Regions from separate parts of the Macaca mulatta genome. Here region 1 is linked to region 2. The links are chromatin contacts, called in public Hi-C maps. All regions are on one chromosome and are shown on one strand. Each heading gives the region's core, a stretch centred on a gene start, on an enhancer-like site or on the middle of the called end of the contact. The rest is flanking DNA. Distances are from core to core; before and after follow the strand shown. Region 1 holds the start of MARF1 (meiosis regulator and mRNA stability factor 1). Region 2 holds the start of NTAN1 (N-terminal asparagine amidase).

The links. A called contact is a pair of places that touch in the nucleus more often than the background predicts.
Region 1: a Hi-C map of fetal cortex germinal zone shows a contact between it and region 2, with 2.8 times the contacts expected there. The contact joins the promoter of MARF1 here to the promoter of NTAN1 in region 2. A contact is called at or near these places in 3 of 14 Hi-C or Micro-C datasets (cortical neurons, fetal cortex germinal zone and fetal cortical plate).

Annotation. Positions count from the first base shown.
Region 1 is chr20:16,416,782-16,420,095 of T2T-MMU8v2.0, forward strand. It overlaps MARF1 (meiosis regulator and mRNA stability factor 1), which reads right to left and starts at 1,484. Exons shown (of 26, transcript XM_077987125.1): 1 at 1,349-1,484. It overlaps MIR484 (microRNA mir-484), which reads left to right and starts at 1,630; the gene lies at 1,630-1,692. It also overlaps a transcript of NDE1 not described here.
Region 2 is chr20:16,005,203-16,008,638 of T2T-MMU8v2.0, forward strand. NTAN1 (N-terminal asparagine amidase) reads left to right here and starts at 1,891. Exons shown (of 8, transcript XM_015125684.2): 1 at 1,891-2,009.

The DNA of each region.
Region 1 (3,314 bases), core at 234-2,733, 410 kb after region 2:
TGTGAGGTAGACAGGGGAGAAATCAGCTACATTTTTGCAGAGGGGGAAACACAAACCTAATGAAGTTTTGTAGCGAGCCTGACACAAAATTAGGTTTGTTCACCCCTTTCCACTACACCAAGGTGCCTTCAATACTGCACAATACAAGCGATTAAAAGTAAAAACTTTCAGGTGCCTGCACCCTGAAAATTTCCCAAATATTATCCACGAAGCAACTTAGATAGCCAAAAGCAGGTTCTGTTTGACTTGAGTGACGGTCTCCTTTCTGTCACTCTCTCCAACTCTTTTGAGCAATTCGGTTGACTCTGTCGACTGTCTGCATTTTGGTCTCCAATTCTACCGTGGTGCAGCTTTGGACAACTCACAATCTCTCTGAACCTCAGATCCCATCTCTAAAATGGGTGTGACAATAATAGAAACCACCTTACAAGGCCGTTGTTTGGATAATCACAGGGAACATTTAGCAAACGGTGTTTCTTTAGCACCCAATCTAGTCCTTGACCCCACACCACTCCATCCCATTACCGTTTTCTCCCCCATAGCTCTGTGTTTAAAGTGGCCTTTTTAGCTTATTTTATTATCTTTCTCCCCATTTAGAATATAAACTCCATGACAGCAGAGACTATGTTTCCTTATTCACTATTCCGTCTCCTGCCCTTAGTACAATGCCTGGCACATTTCAATAAAAAACTGTTGAACGAATAAAGCTTAATAAATATCTAGGAAGACAATTTAGGTTTCAATACACCGATTTGCAAAACAGAAGAATATTTACCGCTCAGAGATTTACCGCTCAGAGAAGTCCAATAGATACAAATGCAATTGGACAACTCTTGGTATTACCGTAAAGGTGCTTGAGAAACTCTAAAAGGTGTATCAAGAGGTCGCGTTACAACTACTAGTGAGAGTGGCTGAAGCCCTAAACACTATCTGTCAACCCTGAGACTACACCCTACGGCTTGCTAAAAGGCCGAGGAGAATGCAAAACGGCCGCGGAGGGGGGAGGGTGTTGCAAAAACACCCGCCCCTTTCCTTCTCTCTTAACCTTCCAGCTGTGCACTTCACTCCTGGAGGGCCCCTCTGGGGGTCAGACAGACAGGGGCGGGCGGGGAGCCAAATACCCTCGAAGGGGAACAGCGGCGCCAACAGTGACAGCAGTGAATGGACCCGAAAGGGAGACAAGCCAACTCTTTCTTGGGGGGGCCGACTGGCGCGTCCCAGTTAGCCAACCTGCCCCCTCCACCACCATCCCACCAGGGGAAAGAGGGGGTACTGTCCTCCGTCCCGCCCCGCTGGCCCCGGAACAGAGCCTGCTGGGGTCTGGTCGCAGCGCTGTCTGCAAACTCACCTCTGCCGCCGGCTCCACCTCCGCTCACATTCCGGCCCCGCCGCCTTCCCCCCGCCCCCCCAGGCCCTTTGTTTTGATTCCCGACTCCGCAGCTCCCGCCGCCGCCGCCAAGCGCACCCTCCACTTCCGCTTCCGCACCGCACCGCCCCTGTCGCAAAACCGACGCCCTTCTCTCCCCTTCGCCCCGCCCCCTCCTCGCCCCGCCTCCTCCGCCGCGTCCTGTCCGCGCGGGGCATGCTGGGAACCCCGGGGGGGGCGGGGCCTCGCGGCCCTGCAGCCTCGTCAGGCTCAGTCCCCTCCCGATAAACCCCTAAATAGGGACTTTCCCGGGGGGTGACCCTGGCTTTTTTGGCGAAAACCCCCAGTTTAAGGAGGCCTTCCCCCTGGCTTCACGTTGTGGAGTCGAAAGGAACCTTGAAGCGGAGAATGAGAGAGCTCGTGACGTGGATCCGAGGAAAAAACCTGCCAACCAGGATTTAATAGAATTCGGCTCTTTTCAGGCTTTGGAGGGAAGGCGGTTTGAACGGAATTTCAATGAAAAACCCGATCGTTTCTGCTTTTTTTTTTTTACCCCCTCGCTCAGGTCTCGTCACGTGATGGTCCTACTTTATTTTTAAAAATTAAATGGCGCATATTCCCCAGCATCCTAAATCTAGTGCAACCTAGTGGCAAGTGAAGAAAAAAAATAACTGCCAACCCGGCTTCCTGCGAGGTCCCCCGGGGTTCTCGCAAAGTTGCTACCCAACTGGCAAAAATAAAGGGTATGCAAAGACTCAACTGGACGTTGCCACCAAGAATCAAGAGATTGTGGGGGACTTTGGCAAGAAAACGTTATCTGTAAAAGCCCTGCTCCAAAGCTGGTGACAAATGAATACTGCGTTTCCAGTGACAGGTTGGGCGAGCAGAAAGGAGACCTTATGGTTAGTTTCAAATACTTTTATGTCTTAGGTGGCCAGATACGCCGTGTGGTTTGCTTTTTTTTTTTTTTTTTTTTTTTAAATAGCGTCCCACAATCTTCACGTTTCCCTGGAATGAAAAAATTTTAAGACTCAGCAAAAGGGTGATTTCTGAAACTACCAGCTGCTTACTATTTTCTGTTGCAAATTAGGAGAAAAACAAAGCACATATTGTGTAAATTAAATCTAGACACAATTTAGGATGTGCTAACTGCTAGCTGAATGCTACCTTAGAAGTTTATTTTTAAAGTTTGCCCAGAAACAAGTTGACTTTGCAAAAGAATCAGTAAGTCGAAATTGCCAAACAAGAACATTTTCCCCCAAAAAAATCCTCACTGGGAGGTTATCTCAATAGGCAACCCCCATTACGTGGGGATTAACACGTCCCTGTAAACATTCTTGTAGATGGGTATTGTGGAGGGCAAGATCAGACATGTAACTGAAGAATCCTTTGTGTCTGTATTTAATTTTCCAGAAGGCAGATGACAAGCACACATCCTCTCCCTGCGTAGGTATTTATTACTGCTGACTAAATCTTGACTGTGGGCTGGGCGCAGTGGCTCAGGCCTGTAATCCCAATACTTTGAGAGGCTACGGAGGGAGGATCTGTTGAGCCTATAAATTTGAGACTAGACTGGGAAACAGTGAAACTCCATCGCTATTTAGAAAAGAAAGAAAAAAATCTGCATTGTGTCTGTGTATAGGTAGTATTTTCCAAGTGGAGATTAGATGAAAAACCTGTTTCTAGCGTTTTGGTTTTTTTCAGAGTACCAAGCAAATATGCTACTCTTCACAGGTGTTTTCGCCCCCATTTTATTTAAGTTGAGCATGTCTCAACACAAGCCGTATTAACTAAAAATCTTAAAAAAGAAACAAGGTAATCGTGGGTTTCTAATTTTTTAAAAAAAAAAATAGTTTTTAGCCAGAAAACATAAAAGAATGCAGACACATTTCCTTTTTAGTTTTTTTTTTTTGGAGACATAGTCTTGCTTCACTGCCCAGGCTGGAGT
Region 2 (3,436 bases), core at 641-3,140:
CCTGAGGTTACTCGAAAAAAGATCACCCAAAAGTGAAAAACCATTTAGGCAAATTGCACCAGCCCCAGGCAGAACCCATAGACCCTTGTTCTTCACCTTTGCACTTCCAAATGCCTCACTTTCATTGACTACTCTTTGCTCTGCAATTCCAATAATAGCTATCTTTAGAGTGTTTAGTATGTACCAGGTGAAACATGCTATTCTACAAAACCAGTTCAGGGAAGTTAAGTAGCTTGCTCCAGGCCAGCCTGCTCGTCATTGATCACCCTGGATTCAAACACTGTTTTTAGCTCAGATTTTCCTAGTTGGGACTTACTTCATGTCACCTGTGTTAGAATGAGTTGTTTACAGTCTAGGAGCATCTTATAGTGATGGAGAGCACTGCCTTTGGAATCATGCAAAGCTGGGTTCAGTCTTGGTGCTGCTACTAATTTCTACCACTTTGAGCAAGTTACCGTATCTGTTATGACGGAGGTGTTGATAGTAGCGCCTGGATTTGTGAGGACAAATGACAAATGAGGTGTTGATAGTAGCTCCTACATTTGTGAGGATAAACGAGAAATGTAGGTGTAATAATACAGAGAAATAATTTCCTGGTAGCTAGAAATAGAGTTATTTTGGGTGGGAAGTTGGATAACCTGGCAATGGGAACACCCTCTTCTGCAGTCACTTCTTTACTGTAGTAAATTTCCTGGTATTTTTGTTGAATGGGGTGTGTAAGCTGAGGGGAGATTTATGAAAGACGATGAATACAGATGATACAATTCTAATGAAGTTTCTGCTCTATCATGTGGCTCCTCTGTAGCTTCTGTAAACTCACCACTGCATCTTTTGTAAAATTACTTTTTGTTCATGTGCTGCAGAGTCGGATGAATTTGAGCAGTATTTCCAGATTTGAGAAGAGAGCTCCACGGTGAGACGCCTCTCGCCTTGGGGACCAGTCATCAGATTAGGGGCTGTGCAGTCAGTATCTGCAAATCCTTCCCCCACGATTCCCAGCCCACCTGTGAGTGGCCTATTGGATTCCAACCACGAAGTGTTATCGATGATCTCTTCAGTACGTGGGGCTAGCACAGTTCAGCATATATTTTCCCAGTTTAAGACTCTTTACGTTTATTATTATTATTATTTTTAGAGACAGAGTCTCCCTCTGCAGTGCCCAAACAGCTCATTGCAGCCTCCCACTCCTGGGGTCAAGAGATCCTCCCGCCTCAGTCTACAGAGTGGCTGGGATTACAGGTGCATGCCACCATGCCCAGTTAATGTTTAAATTTTTGGCAGAGACGAGGGTATGGGGGAGGGTGGGTCTCGCTATGTTGCCCAGGCTGGTCTCGAACTCCCGGCTTCAAGCGATCCTCCTGCCTCGGCACCCCAAAGCTCTGGGATTACAGGCGTGAGCCACCGTGCCCGCCTGATTAGGTTTATTACTCATTGAATACAATCCTACGGAGCTGCACAGCAGGGTCCCAAACTCAAGCTTGTGGAAGGTCACACCTGGGAAGCGTGGAGCAATGACCTAAAGCGCAGTAGCCGCAGCCAGAACCCGCCCCGGGAACTCCCCCGGAGGCTCTCTTGGCTCGCACAGCCGCTCCCTGGCCGCTCCCCTTTCCCCGCCTCCTTCACTCCCACGCTTTTGGGACTACACTTCCCAGCGCCCCTTGCGGAGGAGGCGGGCCGCGAGCTGCTTCCGGGGCCGCTTCCTGGCTTTGGACTACATTTCCCGTGAGGCCTTGCGGCCCCGTCCTGGATTTCTCCAGACTCTTCGGCCAGCGCCGCCTCCGCCTGGACTCCACTTCCCGGCAGCGCCCGCGGCGGGGCGGGGCAGGACGAGGCGGGACGCGCGGCCCGAGGGGCGGGGGTGGCGGGCGGCCCGGGGCTGCGGGGGGGGCCACCGCCTCCCTGGGCCTGCCTGGGCGACCGCCTCCGCGATGCCGCTGCTCGTCGAGGGGAGGCGAGTGCGGCTGCCGCAGTCCGCCGGGGACCTCGTCCGAGCCCACCCGCCTTTGGAGGTGAGCGGGGCGCGGCGCGGGGCTTCGGGGCGGGCCCGAGGGGAAGCTGCAGGGCGGGCGAGCGCCCTCCTCACCCCGCCGCCGCCCGTCTCACGCGACACAGACTTGAAACTTGGCGCTGTCTGCACGTCCGGAGCCCTGATTGTTGGCTCGCGCCTTCCCCTTGAGGGGTCCGGGAGCTTTTGCCTTCTTGAGACTTCAGCGGACTGCAGCGGAGGCCACTCTCTGACGGGGGAGGGGACGGGTGCCCAGAGAGGTTAGGTGACTAGCCCAAGGTCGCACAGCACCGCGGCTTGAGGACACGCCGGGACCCTTATTCCCAGACGGGGCGGCTGCAGCCCCCAGAGGGGCCGGTCCGTTTAGGCAAATCCGGCCGCCCGCCTTCGGGGACCGGCAGCCTGCCGTGAACGTTGCCTCGTCCTTGCGTCCCCGTGAAGCAGGAGGTTATTCCAGGGCGGGCTTCGGAGAGCGTTTGGGCCGGGGGATCTTGGCGGGGACCCCCATTCCTTCCTCCTCTCTCCCCTACCCCCGGGGCGTAGGGCGCCGAGTTATTTTTAGCCGGAAGAGCGAGCCTTGCAACCCAGCTGGGCCATAGGACCACGCCCTGATGCACGGGTTTTGTTTGTTTTTTCTGCTTTTGTGCTCAAATGGATCTCTCAACTCTTGTCCACGCTTCTGCAAGGGCTGTTGGCAAGGGGGTTCTTAGTTTTTAAAAAGAGCGGGGCGTGGAGCGGGGGAGGCAAACGTCCTACTTGCCATAGATCCTGTTAAAGGGGACTCAATCAGTTCGTTGATTTGAGAATCAAATATCGAGCCCCTAATATCTGTTGGGCACCGTACTTATCACTGTCCCTACCCTCGGAGTGTTTATAGTCTAGAAGAGAGAATGGTTTCTGATGGAAGAAGGCTCAGATACTGTAAACTGTTAAGTGCCATAAAGAAAAAGCGTCCCCTTTCACTCTGAGATGTGAAGCACAGGAACCTGACCAAGTGTGTGGGGTTGGGGAAGGCATTTAGAGGTTTCATCTGTCACAGCTGTACAGTTTGTGATTATTTTGTTTGCTCGTTTGTTCTCTATTTGATCTGTTCCCAGAATGTAAGCCTCCTGAAGGCAGATAAGAGTAGTATCCTCGCTTTTGTATCCTCAGAGTGTAGGACGGTCCCTGGCATAGAATTGACGCTCAGTAAAGATGTGTTGCATAAACGAGGGCACAAAATAACCCCTGAACGTGATCTGAAGGGTGAGAAGTACTTACTGACAGGAGAAGGCAGACAGCTCTGTGTGATTCTCAGCTTGCATTTCAGGACCGACCATCGTCTGTTAGCCAACATGCACCGAGCTAGGTGTGGTGGTGTGTCATTTTATCCTTGCATTGTGTTACTGTCTTGTTAACTAGCGAAGTCAGGAGTAGGACTCACCAAGGAAA